Regions from separate parts of the Zea mays genome. Here region 2 is linked to region 1. A link is a contact called in public Hi-C data. All regions are on one chromosome and are shown on one strand. Each heading gives the region's core, a stretch centred on a gene start, on an enhancer-like site or on the middle of the called end of the contact. The rest is flanking DNA. Distances are from core to core; before and after follow the strand shown.

Region 1 (5,874 bases), core at 2,365-4,864:
TTGTTGGAGGTAGTTAGACGAGACTGCAAAAAAACTTTGTTGGAAACATTACTTAACACACAAAAGAAGAAAAAAGTAGATTCCTAAACAGCAGTAGCACATCTCTGTTGATCACATAGGTTTCAAGTGAGGGAGTTCAGAATATATTAGAACAGCTACATTACTTTAAAATGGACAGGAACCAAATATCCACACAGATTATTTATGCCCTCAGACAAAGCTACATTACAGTCTCCCCGATCGAAGCAAACTAATGGAACAAATGCTAGTAAGTGATGAGTATGAAATCTGGCTTGGAAGAAAAAATAATCCAATGTGTATTTCTTCCATGCGCACATCATCATGAGCTGCTTGCAGGCTGACTATTCTCCATCAATCCTAAACCTCTGTAGCCCAACGTGTTCACTTGAGCTGCCTGTTGACAGGCCCCTCTCTTTGTTCAGTCCAGTTCTCCCTACTCTTAGAGGACCTGAACTTGAGTATCTTCGGAAAGAACCAGGGGCATCTATAGCATCATAACGCGCTGATGAAGTGAACAGCTTAGCAGATAGCGTTGGGTCAGCTTCAGAGCTTGAACTACTTCACCCATGAATGGGCGCTGGTCCACCTCAGGCTGAACACACATAGAAGCAATGGCTGCTACTTTAGGCTGATCACTCTTTACTAGAAGATGGCCCGTCATTGCATATTCAGGACTTCAGACTACCTCTGATCTGCTACAAATACGAATTAATCACGCGACGGCAAAAGATTTTTCAAGGACTACCTGTATTCTTGCTCGGAATTAACCAGCGCTACAAATGCAAAAACTACCTATATTCTTGCTCGGAATTAACCGAATACGAATTGATTACAAGGACTAGCCGGACGGGGGAACGACAGATTGAACATTCAGATGCGACGGCGAAGATTTTCAGGGGAGAATGGATCAGTAGAGAACTCACCCAAAGAACAGGGGAAACGGAGTCGGGCGAGGCTGCGATGGCTGCCTCCGTGTGACTTGGAGTGGAGCGGCGGATTGGAGCAGAGCGATGCCGCGAGCAGGGAGCGGGTCGGCGTGAGCGACGAGCAGGGAGCGGGGCGGCGTGAGCAGCGAGCGATGCCGCGAGCAGGGAGCGAGGCGGCGTGAGCGGCGAGCGATGCCGCGAGCGGAGCGGGACGGCTAACCCTAGCCACTTTCCGACGTTTTCCGATGGGTGATGGTCCGAAATGAGACAAGGCCAAATTTTCAGGGACGAGAAATGGGCTGAAATGGCCAATTCAATTCCAAGGGGATCCAAACAGGCCGAGATATGGAATTTAATTCAATTTGGACCAATTCTAGGGAACCAAACGGGCTGGTAGAGAAATCATCTTCCATTTAGGACACAACCTTTGATGTATGTTCGGTTCACTCTTAATCCATGTGGATTAGATTGGATTGAGTGTGTTAAATCTATAACAATTCAAAATCTCTCTTAATCCATGTTAATCCCGTCGAATTCATATAAGATAGGAATAACCGAACAAGGCCTTATTAGTTTTGATATGGATAGATTCACATGTGGATCTATGGACTTGTTTGGGAGAAGGGGTTGTGGTTGTGGGGAGAAAGAACAATGATCCAAATAATATTGTTTATTGGATTTGATTGAGTAATGGAGAGGGGTTATTCAGTGATTTGAACCATTTTTTTGATAGTGCGTTAAGTTTGGGTATAATTTGTTTAGTGAATTTAGTGAAGGTTATGGGTGTATGGTGATTTGGTTGGTGTGTGTTTTGCAAAGTTTAAACTGGTGGATTATATAATGGTATAGATATAGATGTAAATTGCACGGAGCATGTAGTTCGATCCCTTAGAGCATCTCCAAAAGAATGCTAAAACCAACCCTAAAACATGTTTTAGGGTAAAAAAAACTCTTTCCAACAGTTTCCCTTTCCTTCCTCCAAATTATCAGTGTCCCGTATCCAAGCTCCACTCCCCCTCAAATATTGACGAGCGAAAATCTTCCCCAATCCATACATCTCTCACTGCATGCAATGCCGCCACCGCGCTCGCTCTTCTCACATCAGGCTGCTATGGCTGCAAACGAGCGGGGCCAGCCATGACTATAGCACCTGTGCAACAATTTCCCCCTTCATGGGTCCTACTCCTACCACCCGACGGAGAGAAGAAGTAAGGGTAGAGATGGCCAAACGGGCCGCCCGGTTCGCCCCGGGCCTGGTGAAGCCCGACCCATTTTGGAAACCGGACCGAGCCATTTAAACCCGCGGGCTCGTTTTCCTGTCCGAGCGCGGCCCACAGCGGGCCTAAACGGGTCGGGCCAGCTCGGTAAGTACAGAAAAAGCGGGTCGAAAAACGGGTTTAGCGGGCCGGTAAGCACAATTTTGTGCAAAAAAACGGGCTTAGAGGTAAACGGGCCGTGCCGGGCCAACCCACCGTGCTTAGTTTCATGTCCGGGCCCCGCCCGCTTATTCGTGTCAGACCCGGTCTGCTTTGTGAGATACTTGAGACTTATGTTCTTGAGTGTTGGATACTTATGTTTGTGTCCGAACATGTTGGTAATGCTGTGAACTTGTTTGATTTATGGTGTTTATGAGATATGTGATATATATGTTATATCTGTGATGATTATGTGATATCTGTGATGTATATGTGATATCTTTTGTTTGTTTGGATGGAATAGCAAAAACAAATTAAAAAGGTGTATACTAGTCACTTTGCCGAGTGTAACACTCGGCAAAAAGGTGTTTTGCCAAGTGTCATGGACATAGCACTCGATAGAAAAGGCAACACCTGGGCACCGGTAAAGCTTCTTTGCCAAGTGTTGTGGCTGGCCCTGACAATCGGTAAAATAGGCAAGCTTTGCCGAGTGCCTCCAAGAACACTCAGTAAAGAAACTGACAAAGGGCCCCGCTGGTAGACCCTTTGCCGAGTGTAGGCTGGTAGACACTCGGCAAAGAGGTAATTTCTTTGCCGAGTGTCAACTAGAACACTCTGCAAAGACGTCATCTCCGTTACCAGGCGCCGTGACAGCGACTTTTATTTGCCGAGTGCCTGATGAAAAGTACTCGGCAAAGAAGTCGTTACCGATGTACTGTTCCCCCGGGATCTCTTTGTCGAGTGTTTTTCAGCCTTCAGGCACTCGGCAAAGCGCTCGATTCCGGTAGTGATAGAACCGGGCCGTGCCGGGCTCAGATCGAGCCCAAACAGCGGGCTTCGTGTTGTGCTCACGGGCCTCGTGTTTATTGGTCATCTATACATATGTGCCATTCTATGATGACGTGGCCTCTTTTAAAAGTTTAAGGGGCCGGTTATTAGTATTCTAACATGAGTTTTGTTTTTTAGGATATTTTTTCAGCAACCCCCTAATATGGTGTTTTGGTGAACAATTTCTTAGGAAGCTCTTGGAGTTCCTCTTACGAGCAATTTACTAGTTCGATCTTTGATCCCTTAAAAATGGCGTTAGGGGTGCACGCGTGGAGCACCGTCGTCCTCGGCCATTGCCTCTAGGTCCAGCCGCAGTGCCGCACGCACCTACCTGCTAATCATTGCATCTTTCGGCTGCACGCCGCCAGCCGCTACCGCTAGTAGTTCTCACCGACGACCCCGCGCGCGCTCCGCTCACTTTTAAATGCTCCAGCGCACTGGCCGTGGCAGGCCTTCCGCCAGTCGCCTTCCCTTCCCATTCCCTCTGCAGCTCCGCATCCCACCTCCCATAATCGTACACGCACCTTCGAATTTTGATCGAGCAGACGAACGATTGGAAATCGTCGCCTCGCAGCACGTTTTCCGTTGCACTCTGCAGCCGGATCCATCCTCCCGGCATGGGCCCGTGCTTGCCGTGGGCGCTGGGCCTCCTCCTGCCGTCGCTCTGGGAGGCCAAGGTCGCCTTCTCCGCCACGGCGCTGCTCATCGCCGCGCTCATCCTCTTCCTCCTGACAACGGACCAGCACGCCAAGTCCACGGCCACCGGCGGCAACAGGCCAGCCTCGTCCGCGCGTTCATCTGCAACCGCAGCCTACCACCGAGTCGCGGGCCGCCGCCGGACCCGCGCGAGGGGCGAGGCGGCTTCTGATGATATCACTTGCGCTCAGGGCGGCGGCGGCTACGTCGTCAAGGTAACCACTGCCACATGCATGCATGTTTTCCCATCCCCATATGGCATTTGGCAACTCTGATGGATTGCACCTGCATGCCTCTCTTCTGTTTTTTTTACGCCTTGAGCCTTCTTCGTATGTGTGTGTGATCTGCGGTGCTTCCAGCTGGAGCTGCTCTCGGCCAAGTACCTGATCGGCGCCAACTTGGACGGCAGCTCCGATCCTTTCGCCGTCATCTCCTGCGCCGACCAGAAGCGCTTCAGGTGCTTTGTTACTTGCCTCCCTCCACAGCTGATTCTTCGGAATCGGAGCTCGTGAATGATTATGATCAGCGAAGTGAGGCTGCTCACACTGTCTATGCAGTTCCATGGTGCCCAGCCAGAGAAACCCTCTGTGGGGGGAGGACTTCAATTTCCTGGTCGAACAACTCCCGGTAGAGGTAAGCAACAAAACCAGCAGCCTCCTCACTACTCAGTTCCTCACTGCATTTGAATTTTGAAGTGCGCAGACAGCTGAAAAAAAAGTGAAAGCCACTGTATCCATCTTTCCAGTTCCATTTATTACTACCAGCATTCCAAGCGACTAGGCAGCCAGCCCTCTTCAAAGCATGCCTGCTAGAACTTTCAGTTCGATTATGGACGTGTCAGTTCCCAGCAAAATGATGGATGCCTCAACACGAGTTAACCCAGCCACGCATTCATCCACACTGCTTAGCTTGTCTGTCAGAAGCGTGAGAGAACAGCAACAGTTTGTTTATTCTAGACAAATGCTCCGTTACAGATGGCCCAGTACCTGTGCACGCCAGCCTTGTTCTGATACAAAACTATTGCTTTGCCACTGCAGTACCGCTAGAACTACAGTTGTCAGCTTTTTAGAACCTTCGTTCAAGGAACAGCGAAACCGTTTCCTTTTGCTGCTTGAGTGACACTGAGAAATTTGATTAAAAAAATAGTACACAAAATAAAAACAAAAGCGCTTTGCCGCGTCATAATCATGTGACAATTTTTTTCCCACGGCAACATCCCACCCCCAGCCCCACTCAGGACTAGTGGTCCACATGACAGCATAGACCTATCGAACTGAATATTTGAGTTGTGGATACCAACCTGCAGAAAGTTGTATAAAGCACCATCGGTAAGCAGCATATTAAACTTGAGAGTACAGGGTGTGCTATGCTTTCTGCTGCATAGCTTCTCCGAAGCCTCTTCACCTCAGAGCGGCTGGGATACTAATTTAAGTTAGGGTTGGGTCAATGGTGCGCTAGCCCCAGAGTGGCACTGAATGAAAAGTTCAGAACATCGAAAGAAGACGGTTTTTCCCTGAATTTCTGATGCCAGAAACTTGATATGATAAAACGTGTGACATGCATTGTTGCTTTCTGCATAGGTAACCATAACAATATATGACTGGGACACTGTGTGCAAATGCAAAGTTATTGGATCTGTAACTATAGTTGTTCTCACTGAGAACGAATCGGGGGCTAGTTGGTACGAACTGGACAGCAAATTTGGTCAGGTAAAACATGCATTTTATGGGAGATTTGTGATTGAATATTTTATGCCACTTGCGTCCATCTTGACAATTCAATGGATTTCAGCATGTATTGACAATCCAAAAACATCTGGCTGCAGATCTGCCTGCGTCTTCGTTCAACTAAAGCATTTCCAGATTCTGATAGGTAACCTTGTTTTGGGAAAAACAACCCCAGCATTTCTGAATGTAAACATCATCCCAATTCAATCATGTTTTCCAGCTCCTTTGAAGAATGCAATGGAGCTGAGTCCCCGAGAAAGA
Region 2 (5,874 bases), core at 1,989-4,488, 180 kb before region 1:
TCCTGTGTAAGTTTGCAGCACGATTTTTTAAAATATATACAGTATTAATAACAGTGACAAACAAAATAAATTACTGTGTACCATTAAATCAATGCCTCCTTGCACTCCCATGTGAGGACCTTCAAGATGGGAGGCAGAAGATGGCCCTTGGATCATATTTGTATTTTCTGTGACAAATGATGATCGTAGGAAATCCTGCTCAACAAGAACAAAAGGTGTGTTCATATTATAAAAACTTAAGTGTGGGTCTGAGGCTCATGAATACACTCTCAGAAAAAAAGGAAACTAAGACTGACCTGTTCTTTATTTGGCTGTGTTACGGTATCATCAGTAGATTCTGTCACTTTCTTCAGTGGCCGGCCACGGCGCTTTGCATGGGCTGACTGAGAATTCTTTACGCCCTCTGAAAACTGAGGACTAAAAAGGCCTTGACCATTTTCTGGTGCATCAGCCTCAAAGGAAAGAAGCATTGGCTGCCTGTCTCTAGCAGGTAGTCCATCATCCAGAAGAGATCTTTCCATTTCTCTCAGTAACTTCAGAGCAACAAGGTACCTACTCTCAGATACAAACCCTAGATTGAGCAGCTGACTACATTGTGTGAACAAATAATCAGAGCGTTCAACAATGTCACTAAGAGGCATTTCATTAGGTTTCTTTGCATTATAATATAATTTCTTATAGTCCCTTCTCCAGCGATCGAGAACATAATCTTTTGGGATCTCAAATATCTCCTGCAACTTCAACACAGACAATGCATGTCTACACAGGATGCCAGTGAACTGAACGAAACCACATTCACACTCAATTTCAACTTTGGGTTCTTCTTTACAAAAGTAAACTTCATAGGTCCTGCTCTCTGTGTCCTTTCCATCTTCCATGTATGAGCATTCTTTCACTTCAAAAGTAACAAGTCGGCCATCAACTTTAATTGGCATACCATCGCAATACATTGTTGCTTTCAACTCATCTTGAAATTTTCTGAACATGTTTATTGTATAGGCTTTAGCCAGCTGCTCTTCCATGTAAAATTTTGTTACAGTCAATGGAGACCTATGGGAAGATTCTTCATCTGCTTGCCACTCCTTTTTGTATTTGTTCTCTAATATCATCTCATATTTACTAAAAAATTGCTTCAAAGAAGTTTTTGGGTACACAAACCCATCATAGTACGAGGAAATAGACTCCCCTCGCTGTGAAATAGACATCCCTGCCCAGAATTTATCTCTCAGATATGCAGGTGCCCAGAGTTGGCGGTGCTCATAAAGGGAACTGAGGCACTCATTTCCTCCAAGTCCATGCTCTTCGATAATCTTCTTCCACTCCATTTCAAACTCTGGTATCTTCAAAGATCCATATGTTACTTTCTTCAGTGCTTTATTTATTGTTTTAAACTCTGCATGTTCTTTCAAGTTCTCTGCTACATCTTTCATAATACGATACAGGCAAAGGCGATGTCTAACTTCAGGGAGAACTTCTTGAACAGCATCCATAATAGCATTGTAATGTTCAGTGATGATTGCCTTTGGGCAGAGACCCTTCATACATGATAAAAATGCTCTAAGTAACCAAGCATAACTATCAACACTTAGATCTGACAGTAAAGCAGTACCAAACAGAACAGGCTGACCATGATTATTCATCCCAGTGAAGAAAACAAGTGGCAAATCATATTTCTCTGTCAAGTATGAGGTGTCAAAGTAAACAACATCATGACCAAAGTAATCATTCGCTGCCCGTGACCTAGCATCACTCCAGAATAAGTTCCTCAAACGTCCCTGATTATCCAAATCTACTAAGTAGAAGAAGTAAGGATTCTTGTTCTGCATATTCCCAAAAAACTTCTGGATATATTCATCGTCTCCTTCCCCAAATTTAAGCCTTCCTATCTCCGTGAAGTTCCCTTGCTCTTTTTCAGCTGGAATGTTCCTGCGACCCTTCAATCGTGAGGCAGATACCCCATTCTTGGCATCTGTTAGTTTTTTATAACAATTAATAAGTGATGTAGTGGACTGGTTGTATGGATGGTTGTGCTCGAGCTTAGCATCATCAATATGAAGCCATCTATCTTGCCTTAACTTCAAAGATATCCTTGCTGGACAATTTATCTTGGTCGACTCTCTTGATAGATAGCACGCATTTGCTCTCCCTCTCCCAGCTCGACTACATCCAATCACCAACCTTCGGCACACCCCTGACTTTAAATACGACGACTTCAGAATGATTGCTGAAAACCCAGAATCCTCAGCATATTGTTTATAGTACTTGAGAGCGTCATCATAAGTTTTGAATCTCAGCCCAACACGAGGTGTGTTCTCATCCACCTTACCCTCTGCATCATCTTCCTGCCCGCTGTCATTATCATCCACAAGTATCACCTCCTTGCCCTCATGCAGCGGCACCTCCTTGGCTGAAATCGCTCCCAAATCCTAGTGAAGAAAGCAAGCATTACAAGTTTCCATGGCAGCCAGTACCAAAAATAAACATTTAAACTAACATACACCTCTCTAACCTGGGGCATTTCAACTCTTTTCAGCACTGCACCATTGCCATGTAACTCTGTGCCATTATCATGTACCTCTGCGCCATTGCCATGTACATGTAGCTCTGCGTCATTCCCATCTACAAGAATAGACACATCGGCGAGTGTTGCCTCCCTCGCCAACTCTTCTAACATGGGGGCGGGCACACCATGGGACATGGGGGGCCAGTTTAGCTGAACCCTAAAAATGGAAAACTGCGACCACACCTGATTGACCTTGAGCCCTGAAGAAGAGGACCAGCAGATTCAGACCATAAACTGAACTGGATTCAATAAGCAGGCAAACTATGCAGCAATCAAATTAGCAAACAAAAGGCTCTCAGAATAAGACCAACCGTAGGGAATCCCTCGAAGCAAGTCTTCTGGCGGCGCTGGCGACCTCCGGCTCGGCTGCGGGCGCCGCCTGCGGGCTCAGTACTGGCAGCGAGGCAGGACTGCGGGCCACGGTCAGAGTCGCGGTGGTGCGCGGCGAGGACGGTGCAGAGGGCGGCTGCGGCAGAGTCGCGGTGGTCGGAGGACGGCGGCGTGGACGGTGCGGAGGACGGCGGCGTGGGATGCGGGAAGCGAGAGGGATAAGTAAATGAGGAAGAAAAGGGAGAAATTGCTGACAGCTGCCCCCAAATGTCAGTGTTTCATCGCTCCTCGAACCAAAATTGCGATGATATGGCCTTCGCATGCCTTTACGCCCTTGCATTGCGTAATTTTTTTTTGTTTTCTACGTTTTACTGTAATATTATGATAACTTATATATAAAATATATGTTATACTATTACGAGAAAAGGTTTTATAATCCATGTGTGGTTTTGGTTATACATAAATTTTATTATTTTAATTTAGTTGTTTTACCATTGCATTGCAACCATCAGTATCATATAGACTTCGATATATGCCACGATTTGCATGATCTCATTATTGGAGAGCACGTCCCACACCTGCCGGAAAAAGTTTTCTCGTACATCGTCAGTCATCAGGCACGCACCACCATACACGCTTACTTAAACAAAAAGTCAAGTGTATGTGTTTGCAAAGAGAATTAAAGGCAGACCGGCACAAAAGCTACCCTGACGGTGGCGATGACGACGAACTGGTAATTGCGGTTGGTCCTCCTCGGTGTCACCTCCGGCGCCGAGATGACGCCACAGTCCTTGATATAATAGTCGTCGAACGCGCAGCGACATAACGAGTACAGATAACTTTTGGTTGAGCTGCCAGACGAAATGCACCCCGGGCTCATCAGCGAGGTGGTACATCTAGTCGTTGCACCACCGGATGCGCTACTCCTCTACATACATCATGTTCGAGGACACTCGCACAACGTCAGCAATGGTCGTCGTCCCAGCGCACAATAATTCATGGCCGGTCAGTAGCGACTTATGTGGCAGGTTGGGCTTCAAGTGAACGATAAGCTGGACTGCGTGATGGTGCCGTCGTCGTATGCGGTGCCCAGAATAACCCTAGAGTCGTCGACGTTGGCGACGACCATGAGGTCGCCCTGCTTGACGATGGATAGTGTGGTGCAGCCGCTTTGGACCGCGTCCAAGCGACGAGTGCGCCGGAGCTTGTCGTACACAGCGGCGCATGCGACCACGTAGGACTGCTTCCAGAGGTCGAACTGGAAGTAACCAAGCTTCTTCTCGTCGTCGATGAGCGACACAAACGCGAGCGCCTCCTGCTAGTGGTGTTTGTCCGGGGTTTCCAAGTAAGAAACATGGATTTATTTTTGGCGTTGGTTTATGAAAATAACTCACAAGTCAGATCCATGGAAAATATATTACGGAGAATAAATGCCACACATGCAAAAAAAGGAATTTAAGTTAAAAACATTATTCAAACAAAAGAAATTGCATACAAGGCTATTCTTTAAATACTACTCTCTCCATCCAAAAATATAATTCAAGAATTTCGATGATACTTATCTACTACAACGCATTGTGCAAAGGTAGCAGATGGTCTTGGGGAGAGATGTAATAGATGTTTTTCATGTCATAGATGTAGACATAAACACACATGTGGTGTAGCGGTAGCTACTGCTCGCATTTGCCTAAGGGGTCATAGGTTCGAATCCCCTTGGGACCATATGTGTTTTTAAATTTTAGCTAGACCTGGGTTGTACGGGGGAATGGGGGGTCATGGGTCTGAATCCCCTTGGGGCCATGTGACCAAGCCTCCGGCTCTGGCCTCAGCTCTCTACGTAGTCAAAGATGCAAATACAGGAACCTGGCATCCCCTTCCTGTCACAAGTCAATAGCGAGTACAAGTGCCATACCAAAGTCCTTATCGGCTACATGGGCTCGGCCATGCCTCGGTTTTCACCTCCATAGCGATATTGGCACTTGGCTCAATCAACCTTAGGGACTTGGGATCCATTCCCTCTCCCGTAAAACTTATACTCCCTACTGCAAGCACTTAGGTGCAAGAAATATAAGTCTAATCCCCTCTCTGCTAGAAGTAGGGCCTTCTCATGCACAAACCAGGATAAAGACATGTGTCTCCTTGCATCACCCAACTGGGCTAGGGCACACAACATTCATTCACTAGTCGCTAGGATCCTGAAAGGGAAATGGGCTTAATCATTTCTCATAATCAATTTTGGTGTTTGACGTCCATCACAAACCACGTGGACTAACTAGTTTGCCTAGATGTCTTTTATCTCAGGTGCATAAGGTCCAACATAAACCAAGAAAGAAATTAAGTTGAGGACTCAAATAAATTTGGAGCAAAGACTGAGAGTGTGCTGCCAGTGGCGCACCAGACAGTGTCCGGTGCCCTAGGTCGAGCACCAAGCAAACTTCTGACTCTTGGGTTTTTCCAAGGGACGCTTCGCTATAAATCACCGGACTGTCCGGTGAGCCAACTGGAGCAACGGTCACTGCGCGCAACGGTCGACTGCAAAAGTGAACAGTGAAGTGAACAGTACACGGTCAAAAGTCAGAGCAGCAAGTCAGAACACACCGAACATGTCCGATGTAGCTACAAGACAAAGGGTTCTAATGATCAACTGCTCTAAACCCCAACAGCGTGTTGACGTGGCACGCACCAGACAGTAAACAGTGCCCTGTCTGGTGCACCACCGGACTGTCCGGTGTGCCATCGCCAGCAACAGCTAGAATAGTGGTTGGGGCTATAAATACCCCCAACCACCTCCATTCAAGCTATCCAAGTTTTCTGAAGTTCACATTCAGTAGAAGAGCAATAGCATTCACTCCAAGACACATTCCAAAGATCAAATACTCTCCAAGCCTCCAAATCAACTCAATTCCTTAGTGACTTGAGAGAGGGTGTTTTGTGTTCTTTTGTTGCTCTTATCGCTTCGATTGCTTTCTCCTTCTCTATTC

The links. A called contact is a pair of places that touch in the nucleus more often than the background predicts.
Region 2: a contact with region 1 is called in a Hi-C map of ear, with 3 times the contacts expected there. The contact joins the promoter of LOC103627396 here to the promoter of LOC103627395 in region 1. A contact is called at or near these places in 8 of 25 Hi-C or Micro-C datasets (ear, endosperm, leaf and 3 more).

Annotation. Positions count from the first base shown.
Region 1 is chr5:186,304,869-186,310,742 of Zm-B73-REFERENCE-NAM-5.0, reverse strand. It overlaps LOC103627395 (BAG-associated GRAM protein 1), which reads left to right and starts at 3,614. Exons shown (of 17, transcript XM_008647683.3): 1 at 3,614-4,101; 2 at 4,246-4,343; 3 at 4,444-4,519; 4 at 5,467-5,595; 5 at 5,712-5,758; 6 at 5,834-5,874. The coding sequence starts at 3,808. It overlaps LOC103627394 (protein ANTAGONIST OF LIKE HETEROCHROMATIN PROTEIN 1), which reads right to left and starts at 1,138. Exons shown (of 3, transcript XM_020538584.3): 1 at 945-1,138.
Region 2 is chr5:186,479,838-186,485,711 of Zm-B73-REFERENCE-NAM-5.0, reverse strand. LOC103627396 (protein FAR1-RELATED SEQUENCE 6) reads right to left here and starts at 3,238. Exons shown (of 8, transcript XM_008647684.3): 1 at 2,875-3,238; 2 at 2,510-2,763; 3 at 297-2,426; 4 at 82-195; 5 at 1-2. The coding sequence starts at 2,698.